Regions from separate parts of the Mus musculus genome. Here region 2 is linked to region 1. A link is a contact called in public HiChIP or PLAC-seq data. All regions are on one chromosome and are shown on one strand. Each heading gives the region's core, a stretch centred on a gene start, on an enhancer-like site or on the middle of the called end of the contact. The rest is flanking DNA. Distances are from core to core; before and after follow the strand shown. Region 1 holds the start of Ggct (gamma-glutamyl cyclotransferase). Region 2 holds the start of Nt5c3 (5'-nucleotidase, cytosolic III).

The links. HiChIP or PLAC-seq counts read pairs in DNA pulled down with a chosen protein or histone mark.
Region 2: a contact with region 1 is called in a FOXA1 HiChIP or PLAC-seq map of pancreatic cancer cells. The contact joins the promoter of Nt5c3 here to the promoter of Ggct in region 1. A contact is called at or near these places in 2 of 39 promoter capture datasets (liver and neutrophils) and 1 of 115 datasets of contacts at active chromatin or transcription factors (pancreatic cancer cells).

Annotation. Positions count from the first base shown.
Region 1 is chr6:54,989,488-54,995,500 of GRCm38.p6, forward strand. It overlaps Ggct (gamma-glutamyl cyclotransferase), which reads right to left and starts at 3,380. Exons shown (of 4, transcript NM_026637.3): 1 at 3,208-3,380; 2 at 1-70. The coding sequence starts at 3,348. RefSeq lists an enhancer at 3,595-3,624 and a cis regulatory region at 3,605-3,614.
Region 2 is chr6:56,921,684-56,927,696 of GRCm38.p6, forward strand. It overlaps Nt5c3 (5'-nucleotidase, cytosolic III), which reads right to left and starts at 2,249. Exons shown (of 9, transcript NM_026004.3): 1 at 1,989-2,249. The coding sequence starts at 2,126. It also overlaps a transcript of Vmn1r4 not described here.

The DNA.
Region 1 (6,013 bases), core at 2,130-4,629:
TGGTAGCTATACCTCCGTGCCACCTCTCACTCATTTTGCCTTGGAAATTGCCGAAGTCGAGCTTAAAGTCCTGCAAAGGAAACCAAAGCGATATGATCAATATCTATTTGGGCATGATATTTCCTCCTTCAAAATACAAATGATTTGCATTGGCCTCCATGCAAATAAAACATTCAACAAACTTTTGTTTCTGTGTGTACAAAACTGTGGGAAATACAGATAAAAAGATCAAGGCCCAAATCTGTAAGACTATAGATTCTTTCTTATTTTCCTTTAAAATTGAAGATTATTCTAAACATACAGGCATCTAAACATTAAAAATAAAAACCAAAAACCTTAAAAACAAAGATCCTTAAATCCCAATATACCACACAATAGCTCTAGACTGCTTGCTTTCTCTCTCTTTTTCTTTCTTTCTCTCTGCAAATGACGTCTCAGTCTACTTAAATGCACATGTATTTCTACTTAGACTTGCTGAATGATGGTTACACAGGGGTTATGATATACTTTTATATCTGTAGAGTATCTTACCTGCAAATCACTGGATTTGCCCTAAGGGGTCTGGCATGTGTGTGAGCATTAATCTTCATGAACTGTACCAATTTCTTTCCAGGAACCTAAGAGCAGCTAAGACTTACTGAGTATTTATTGTGTGCTATCACAGTAGCTATTACTTTACCCAGACCAATGTTTTGCTACAGCTTAGAAAGATTAAGCCTCTTCTTCTCTAAGATCTCACAACTAACAAGCGACAGAGACACCTTTCTAATTTAGCTTCTGCCATTACTGATGGGCAATCAGGGCTGAGGGGCCTTGCCTTGTGTGGTCTAGGAAGATGTCCTCCCATCTCTCTAGGGCTTAGTTTCCTCAGCAGCAAAATACAAAAGGATGGGCTCAATGACAGTGTTGTCAGTCCCTTCTGGTGGATATTATTCCTGTCACCTATGTTTGCTCAGAAACCTTGGTTGATACTTCAGGGAAAACACTGATCCACACGACAAGGCGCTTCACGCAGCAAACTGGATATTCCAGTATCAGGAGATCTGATCAAATCCACACCAGAGACTGGCAGCCTCCTGCTAAAGGCAGCAGGCTGTGTCATTCCGTCCGCTTCAATGGCTCAATGCTCGTGTGTAACGTAGGTAGCTACCAGTCCAGATCAGCTCTTTCTTCTGATTTAGGGTTGACCTGATCTCCTCATCTCTGCCAATCCCACCTCTACTCCCCATTTTGAAATGTCTGGGTTTCTTGGGATTCAGCTTAGGCCTTTTTTGAATTTATCCAGGTGCCCAGAATAGTCCCACTACCTCCAGCAGCTTCCAATACCATCGGATGCTTCAGCTACCTTTAAAACCATCCCACATCTCTATTCTGAGGCTCAAAAGCTCTTAGATCTGGGACGAGCACACAGTTAGGGCTGATCTCTTCATCTCTTTGCCAATGTTCACAAATATTTACTGTTCATGTGCTTGTCTGGAAAGCATCTTAAACTTAATTTAGTACAAAGTTAGTTTATAATTTTTACCGCCAAACCTGATTCTCCTCTGTGAACATTATCACCATCACCTACTTGGTTGTTCAAAAACTGTGTCATATTTGATATACCTTCCCTACACACACAGACACAGACACACAATCATCAAGCCTTATGATGTTATCTTCTGAGTATTACTCTACCTTCCCTGTCACCACCCTATTAGATCATGGTGGCATTATCTCTGACATGAATGTGGCAAGATCGTAACTGGGCTTCCAATAACTTGCCCTATTTGCAGAGTAACCAGAATGAGCTTTCAAATACATAAATCTCATCGTCTGCTTTCATCCTGTAAGACACTCCACTCACAGCATGCAACAGACTGTCCAAAGTTCTCTGTGGTCATGTTAGGATATGACACTTTCTTATCTTTCCAGCCCTCATGCCACATCTCCCTGTAGACTCCAACCACTTCCTTTATCTCCTGTCCTTTGAACAAGCTACCCTCCCTGACAGTTTTTTGCTCTCCTCATCTCCCTTCAGGTCTCAGCTTAAAAGTTATATCCAGGAAGGCTTTCCTGAGCACCTAGGTCAGGTCCTCTGGTCATATATTCTGTTGCACCTTGCAAGTCCTCTTTTAAGGCTAACCACAGCTATAATTTATCATTTATGTGGTATTTCTTTCCTGTACTTCACGTACTTGAACTCCAATCCTACACTCTTTGGAGTTTTAGATAGAGTACAGAGCGTGACTCCCACTTCTGAAACTTGAAAGGCTAGGAGCTAGTTATCAGATCATCTTGCTTGCTAAGTAAGGACGTGGATTCATGGTGAGATTTAGCCAATCAGGGCACCTCGCAGGGGCTCTCAATTAGTGCTGGTGTTTAAGATCATTAGGGACTCCACTCTAGGCTTCAGGAATTGCAGAACTGTGGCAAAGCAGCAGTCAGGAGTCAGTTCCATATTGTGCTTACTAGTTGAGGAAAGGTGTGGCCAGTTTCCAGAGCAGGGATGGCCCTCTCCTGTAATGCTGGTTGTGTATACACACACACACACACACACACACACACACACACACACACACACACACACACACACACAGTAGTCCACCTGTTTACTCAATCTTTCAGGTGAATCCATGAGCTCTCTAACAGCCTTCCAACACCCCTCCCCATTCTCCTTTCTGAAATCAGCTGGTTTCTGTTGCCTGAAATCAAGAATTGACAAGGTTATCAAAGTTGGCTAAAATTATTAAGGGCCCTACACACAATCAGATTGTACACCAGAAAGGTCCTCCAAATAGCTAGGCTGCTCAGTCATCCTTGTAACCCCAGCACTGAGTGCCAGAAGAATACGTATTAAAGAGGAAATGAACTATGGTCAAGAACACATTTTATCACAGTTAAAAGCTTATTGGGCTACTCTACTGAGGGAACGAACATTGCTATCAGTATTGAAGACACGGTTCCAGGTCTCAAGGCCAGGACGCTAAGATCCGAAGGAAAGGACAGGCAGAATTTCACAGAACTGTGGGATAGATAAGGTACGCACAGGACAGAAAGCAGCTAGTTCTCGACTAAGAAGCACCTATTAAAGGCATCTTACGGGATGCTCATAACCGGTGGAAAAGGGCAGCCAGTGGAGGGTTGCGAACTCCGACGGTGGCTAGAGGTTCCCGGCAGGAGTCGCAGCTAGCCCGCTCTCCAGGTCGCCCGCACAACGGCACTGACCTGCAGGCGCGCCACGCAGCAGAACACGGCCGAGGGGTTTCGCAGGTGGATCCTCTCGGTCAGGAGATTGCTGCCGTAGGCGAAGTACAGGAATGTCTCCCCCTCCTGGCCCGCATGGCCCTCACAGTCGGAGCTCGCCATGTCCACTTATCCACGCCAGCAGCGTCAAGCACAGAGAAGCCGGACTAGCGCTGCTAAAAAGAGCAGTGCGCCGCCACCCACGCGGTAGTGCAGAGCGGCGGGCGGAGCCGCACAGAGAGCGCGCTGAGGATTGGCTGCCGGCTTGCCGGCGTGAGCTAACTACCAGGATTGGCCTGTCTACAGCTCCTCCCGCCCACTGACGTCGCTTTTCTATTGGATGCATCCCTCGGATGTACGGCCCCCTGCCTGAGGCGCCGCTGATTGGCGAGTCTAACGGACAGCCCGAGAGTGGCTACTGGCGACTGTGTTTTCCCCACCTGGCGGCGATTGCCCAGGTCAACCAGTGGTGCGGTAGGCTCTGCGCCTGGTATAGAGGAGACAAGTCTCAAATTGCTGTCGGCCTAGCCTGGATCTTGCGGCAGTTCTCCTGCCTCAGCCTTCCTGGAATGGGAAGGCTGATCCTACAAGTTTTCTTAGGATCACTACCTGAAGTTGCCTCACTGCATACCAGGGTAGTCTTTCTCCCACGTTCAGATCCGGACATGCCATTTGCTAGCCAGTTGACTCTGTTCATCGTTGCAATCTATTTCCTCTTTTTAAAATAGAACGACACAAAACACCCATGTTGTTGCTCTTGAAATGAAGATAGGAGAGCAAACTGAAGGTCTAGAGCAATGACTGCCGTTGGCCCTCAGAAATTAATCTAAATTCAACTCCACACTGACAGGTGCCAGAATTCCTGGAGAAATGACTGAATCTTAGGTCAAAGCTGGGAGTGAAAATTACCTCTTGAAAGAACAATAATCCAGAAAATGAGAACCCCAAGATGAACAAGGTCATTCCTAAAAGACCATTCACTAGACAAAGCGAGAACAACTTAAGGAGCAGAACGACTGGAAACTCTAAAATGATCCCTAAATGTATGTCATTCCCTTCAGGAAGTAAACCAAATTAAAACAGAGAAGAGAACCATATTGCCATGCCATCAGTGGCTAACACTTCATCACTTTTAAAAAGTGGGTATTTAAGAAAATGAGTGTTCTGCCTTTCTAGTACCAACTGTATTTTTGAAAACCAAATAGCTGATGAGGAAGCAATTCTTTGCTTTTTTAAAAAAAAGTATACTGGCTAAATGCAGGAAATGGGGGTACTGGGATTAGAACATCTGTCTCTGGTGCAACCAAACTTCCCGTCAGGAGCATCAGGTCACAGGGATGTTTATAGAGTCTCAGTTATCCCCCAAGGCTCACTGCTAGTCATTGGACAGGAAGACCATGATTATTTGGGAAACCTGACCTCTCTCACCTGATAGCCAGTCAATCTGGTCACCAATAAAAGAAGACTATCCTGACACAGTCAGAAAGCAACATGAAGCTGGGCATTGTGGACTGCACCTTTAATACCATCACTCGAGAGGCAGAGGCAGGCAGTTCTCTGTGAGTTCAAGGCCAGCCTGGCCTAGAGAGTAAGTTCCAAGATAGCCAGGGCTGTTATACAGAGAAACCTTGTTTTGAAAAACAACAACAACAATAATAACAACAACATGAAGCAACACGAAGCCCCCACATCTGTGAACTACAATTTACAAAGGATTTTTAGCCTCAAAAAAAAAAGCCTTTTATCTTTTATATCACCCTCTTCCAGAAACCATTCATGTATAAGAACAAATGGCAATAGAAGAAAACAGTGAAGAACACCTTGAACTTATCTCTTACATTGTTGTGATTAAAAATAAAAGGTAAGGCTGGGGCCAGCTACATGGATCTGGAGGTAAAGCACTTGCTACCAAGCCTGCAGACAGTTACATCTCCAGTACCCATAAGGTAGGAAAAACCCAGCTCCTGCAGGTCTCCTCTGACCCCTACGTGCATACACACACACACTCTCTCTCTCTCTCTCTCTCTCTCACACACACACACATACATACATACACACACATACACACACACACATACATACACACACATACACACACATACATACACACACACATACACACACACACACATACACGCACACACACACAATAGGTAAGCATATAGATGTAGTAAAAAGTGTTTTTAGAAAGACAAGACTGAGGGAGGGTTGTTCTAGTTTGAGAGAAACGAGACATGAAGGCTCAATGTGATGGCTTGTCCTTGATAGATTCTGATATGGTGACTCAAATAGAAATATATTTTAGGGACAACTGAACTTGAATTTGGATTGCAGAATTTGATGGTATTAGACAATTACTATTAAATGGATAGTGGTTTGTCTTATGGAGGAAATAGTTTTATTTTAGCATGCATACTGACATATTTAGGCTGATGCGTTCGTTATCTATATTTTAAAAGAATTCAGAAAAATAGAGAGCTAAATGCTAATGGGAGTGATATGTATGTGGGTGTTCACTATACTGTTCTATTCTTTTTTTTTTAAGATTGATTGATTGATTGATTATATGTAAGTACACTGTAGCTGTCCTCAGACACTCCAGAAGAAAGAGTCAGATCTCGTTGTGGATGGTTGTGAGCCACCATGTGGTTGCTGGGATTTGAACTCCTGACCTTCAGAAGAGCAGTCGGGTGCTCTTACCCACTGAGCCATCTCACCAGCCCCTTTTTATTTTTATTTATTTATTTTATTTTTTTTATTTTTTATTTTTATTTATTTATTTATTTAT
Region 2 (6,013 bases), core at 999-3,498, 1.9 Mb after region 1:
ACCCTGCCTCTCTGGGCCTTCACATTTATATACCCTCTGAAAAGTCCCCAGAATTCCAGAAGTCACTCCATCACAGAAACAATCTGCAGCTGAAAAAAGCGCACCCCTACTAGAGCCTGCGGCAAACCACAGTCAGCTGCCGTGGACACTCTGAACCAGACCCATAGCTCACACTTGGGTTTACAATGAAAACATATTTTTATAGTATTTCTATGTTTTTTAAAGAAGCCAGAACTCCAGATTTCTCACTACAGAAAGACCTTGCCTTAAAAGGGGATGGGCTAGGAGGGCACTGACGAAGCAGGTATGGTTGTCTAGCAGGTGTAAAGCCCTGGGGTCTATACCAGTATAGACCATGTGTGTAAGTACGGGTAGACGTTAAAACAGATTCAGGGAGTACACACCAGGATAATTAAATTGTAAAGTGCCAGCCAACTTCACTAAATGGCTTGTCTTATCTCTCTGAATACTTCTAGTGTACCTTTTGATTGGTTTTCTCTGGGAATCTAGTTTGCCACATTACTGGACATTTCCACTATGGCATGCATAGCTCACTAGCAAATCCCTAATGCCTTTCAATTAAAAATGTCCTGATGGCCAGGGTAACTCAGGAATGTAATCTTGCACTGAGATGGCTGAGGCAAGAGAAACACCATCACCCAGAACGCAACTGGTGTCATTTTTTCCTAGCCTACCTTGGTTAGGTAGTTATATACCATCTGTGATCAGAACAGCAATGTTCAGTGGGTATCCTTGGGTTTGTACACATTCTATGAAGGAAGAGGGTGGAGACAGGTACAGAGGACTCCCCAAACATGACTTATAAAGAGAGAGAACAAGGGCCGGAATATATATTTCAGGTCATCCAAATATTTCTCCCATCTAAAGGAACAATCAGCTAAAACTATAAAAGTAAAAATATTAAACTCTTTTACATCTTCTACTGAAAAACTATTAGGGGGTCTGACGCATAGTTTAAAACAATGCATATAAAGACTGACTTGTACAGTACAAACAAAAAATATTTGGCATTATTGGTCCCTTAGTACTTTATACAATGAAAGTAAAACTCTTCCTTAAGATTTCGTGGAAAAATCAGCCCACTGTTTAAGTACATAGAGAAAGACAGCGAAATCAGCTTTTTCCCACTGATGGAAAATTATAAAATTTGAGTATGGAACAAAATAAAGCCATGTAAATTCGCTAGACAGGGAGGGAGGCAAAACTTCTCACACAAAATGTTTGCAACCAGAGGTATATAAAGAAAATAACCCAGGAATAAAGGAATTCACTTAAAATATTAGTTTCAATAGAAATAGTTTCTCAACTTTATATTTTAGTTCTGGATGCTCACTTGTACTCCAGTAAGTAAGTCACACTCACCATGCATGCTCAAGTCAGATGGAACAACAGTAACATCAAAACAACCCTAAATGAAACAGACATTCTGGGATCAACAAATCGCCTTAAAACAAACCTCAAATGGAATTCTTGAGACAAACAATTTAAACGAGACTGCAATTAACTCTTAAAAGTACATTTCTAGGATTTAGGAAAGAGTTTTGGGGGACTGACACATGAATACTTCTTGGAACATAAAACAAGGAAGAACATTCAAATAATCGAGCTGTTTCAATATTGGCATTTCTAAAAAAACACTGAAAATGCTCTTTTCATAACGTAAGCCAAGGCAGCCCCGATGATGTAAAACAAACAAACAAACCAACCAACCAACCAACCAACCAACCGACTCCTGGACAAGAGACTATCGGATTAGCTGCACGTCTTGGAGGCGGTTGCCAACTGGAGATTAGCTCTGGAGAAACGGGTTTTGCAGCAAGAGGTAGTTATCTCCGAGCATCTATTCTCTCCACTCTTTGAAACAAACGCTGTCAAGCATCAGCACGCGTGCAGGCTGCCCTCGCAGGGCCGCGGCCGGCCCACGCCACTTGGGCTGCTCGCGCGCGAGCCGATGCTCCCGCACTCACCATTTCGATGATCTTGGTCTTGCGGCCCGTTTTTCTCTTCAAGGTGAATATGTACTGGGCCAGCACCACGCCTGCTACCACCGCGCACACACTGGCGCTCGCCACCGCGCCCACTCGCGCCACGGCCGCGCGGTCCATTGACAGGCCCGCGTGCTCTCGGCGCGGAAGCCCGGGATCCGCGGGTACGAGCCCAGGGGCGCGGCCGCAAGCCGCACACTTCCCCGGAGCCCCGCCCCGCGCGGGGGAAACCGAGGAGGCCCCGCCCAGAAGAGGTGAGGGGCGGGGACGACGGGGCGGAGACTAAGAGGTCCGCGTCCGGAATCCCGCCCTTATAGTGGGGGCGGGACTTCCTCTGACCCTGACTTCAGGAAACGCCGCAAGGACCCGGAAGGAAACAACTGTAATTAGCTACTAAATGCAAGTAGTGCATCTGTAACCCAGAATCCTGGTGACCCGGATGCTATGCTGTGCCTATAGTCCACAGTAAGATCGCACCAGAAACATCGAGAAAACAAAGTCTTGCCCCAGTGTGAGAAAATTCACCCGCCACCCACTCAGAAACTGTGCCTCGTCCTAGCCTTCATGGACTACGACACCCAGCAGGCTCAGCGGCGCTGCGTCTGACCTGCGCAGTAGCATCCTGGGTTGGAAGGCCTAGATATAGTCGTTTTTGGGAGATCTGTCAGCTGTTGGGCTTTTCAGTCACAGTCTACCTACAACTTTAGCTTACTTTCCTTAGGAGCGTGTGCAGAGAAACTTAACGTTGTTCTCTCTTGCTTAGTATATTTCAAGGGATTCATGTAGTTTACTCTGCTTCTCGCTGAGTGGGTGGGGTGTGATGAGGTGCAAGAGAGAATCTCAGGAGAGTCGCCCCCGATTCTGTGAGGTTTGGGCTGCTGCTTGGCGAGACTGTCTCTCTCTGCCTGATATATGCAACCGAAGGAAGTTAAGAATGAAAAGCCGTGGGAGAGAAAGAATTATTTTTCTGTTTTAGGTTTTTATTAGCTGGTCTAAAGCAAATTGACATAGACATTATCTTGAGTAGAACAATTCATTGTGCAAACAGAAGTTCCACAGAAATATGAGACTCAAGCTGGTCATGATGGAGCATGCTTCTGATTCCTGCATGTAGGATCCTCAGGCAGGAGGATTGCTCGGAGTACAGTGGCTGATTAACCAGGGCCATGGGTCAAAGCCTTAACGAAATGGCCAAAAATTGAGGCTGAAATATACCACCTAAATTACTGAAAGGAATATGTATTATATTTGACATTCTTGAGCAAGTTGGAGTCTGCAGGAGGGGAAATGTATGGTGACTAAAGGTTGCCTTGTGCAGATGAAAATCTTTCCAGGGGATAAAGGTGTGAGCTCAGCGATAGGGTGCCTATTACCAACCCTCAAGTTCAACAATTCTGTTTGGAGAAGCTCTTGACCTGATACATTTACTAATGACAATCTCAACAATCTCTGTCTCTGTCTCTCTCTGTTTCTGTCTCTCTCTCTCTGTTTAAATGTGTATTTCTTCTACACTAGAGATGTTTAAAATTATAAGGAATTTGTATTAATTTTCTGTGGCTGTGATAAAACACCATGACCAAGACCCCTTATAGAAGAAAGAAAGAATTTACAAGAATCCATAATGGTGGGGTCAGCATGGCAGCAGGTGGCAGCAGGCTGCTGGCATGGTAACAGAGGTACATCTTTCATCTCAACTATAAGCACAAAGTACAGAGAGCAAACGAAGTGGGACAGTCTTCAAACCCTTAAAGCAAAGCTCCAGAGACATGCTTCCTCGAAGAAGGCTGCACCTCTAAAGCTCCTGAAACAGCACCACCAACTGGAGATCATATGCTCAAATGTATGAGCCTAGGGGGGGCATTCTCACACAAACGACTATCGAATTTAAGGGAAATTCTTCAAAGAGCTTTCCCTGCTTTGAATAGTTCTCAGCATCTTTCAGATCAAAATAATTGTTGTACCAAAGTAGCCTGTTTCCCTATGGCATAGTCTGATCTCCTTTAATCATACTTTGAGGTGATATGGCTTGATTGTCATCATAATTAAAGCTAAGGATTGTTTTTCTCTGTGTCATATGTTCTCTGTCCTATCCCTGGGGCCCTTGCAAAGCACTCTAAAAATGTACCTATATATCTATATCTATAGCTTTCCTATGGGGTTGCCCTCCTCTTCAGCTTCTTCTAGCCTTTCTCTAATTCAACCACAGGAGTTTCAGACTTCAGTGCAATGTTTGGGTGTAAGTATCTGCATCTGTCTTGGTCAGCTGCTGGTTGGGCTTCTCAGAGGACAGCTATGCACACCATAGCATCAGTTATAGTGTCAGGTCTTGGAGCCTCCCCTTGAGATGGATCCCAATTTGGGCCAGTCACTGGACCTCCTTTCTACCTTTATCTCTGTAGTTCTTTTAGATAGTAATAATTCTGGGTCAGAGCTTTTGACTGTGGGATGGCAACAACATCCCTTCATCTCTCCATTTCCTCATTGTTGGGTATTTCATCTAAGGTCCCTCTCTTTGAGTTCTGAGAGACTATCATCTCCCAGGTCTCTGGTACATTCCAAAGGGTCCTCCCACCTCCTACCTCCCAAGGTTGACTGTTTCCTTTCATTCTGTTGACCCTCAGGGCTTCATTTCTGTTCCCTCCAGTACTGATCATATTCTTTTTCCCCTCCTCGCCTCTCCCACCCAGTTCCTTCCCATGATTGCTTTCTTTTTCCTCCCAAGTGGGTTTGAAGCATCCTCACTTGGGCCCTTCAGCTTGTTAACCTTTTTGAGTTCTGTGGATTGTATCCTTGGTATGTAGTACTTTTTGGGCTAATATCCACTTATTAGTGACTACATACCATGCATGTGCTTTTGGGTCTGAGTTACCTTACTCAGGATGATATTTTCTAGTTCTATTCATTTGCCTGCAAAACTCAGGATGTTCTTAATAGCTTAATAGTATTCCATTGTGTAAATGAACCACATTTTCTGTATCCATTCTCCTGTTGTGGGACATCTGGGTTGTTTCCAGCTTCTGGCTATCAGAAATAAGGCTGCTATAAACAGCGGAACACATGCTCTTGTGGCATGGTGGGGCATCTTTTAGGTATATGCCCAGGATTGCTATATCTGTTTCCAATTTTCTGAGAAACCTCTAGATTGATTTCTGAGCTCCGTAGTAACCTCCTGTTTTCATCTCTAATTGTATTGATCTGGGTCTTTTCTCTTTTATTTGGTTAGTATGAATAGGGGTTGTTAAATTTGTTTATAGTGCAAAAGAATACATTTGTCTATGTATCATTAATTTCTGCCCTAATCTTTGTTATTCTTTTTGCTCTCTACCACTTTTAGGGTTTTTGCTTGCACTTGATTTTCAAGGATTTTAAGGTACATGACTATATTACTTGAGAGCTTTTTTATTTTATTATTTTATTTATTATTGCTATAAACTTTCCTCATAGAGCTAATTTCATATCCCAAGTATTTTGACAAGTAGTGGTTTAATTTTTATGGGATTCAAGAAACTTTTAGATGTCCTCCATGATTTCTTCAAAGACACACTGGACATTCAACAATGTGTAATTCTGACTCCATACATTTGCTTAGTTTCTGTAGTTGTTTTCAAGTGATTTCTGGTTTTATTGTGCAATTACATCATCAAATACAAGAGATTACTTTGAATCTTTGACAATTTTACCTTATGACCCATTACCTATTTACCTTATGACCTATATAATGTGTTCTACTTTAGATATGATTCCAGTAGCTACTAACAAGAATATGTATTCTGTATATATGTTGGATGTGAAATTCTGTATATATCCATCATGTCCACTTGATCTATGGTATAATTTAACCCCGATTTCTCCATTAATTTTTGCTTGTTGAATGACCCATATAGGGATTAGTATATGGTATTGAAATTATCCAGTATTATGATATCAGGACCTATCATAACCTTCAAAACCATTAGTTTTAAAATGAAATTATGTCTCGATATTGATGTATTTATTTACAACTGTTA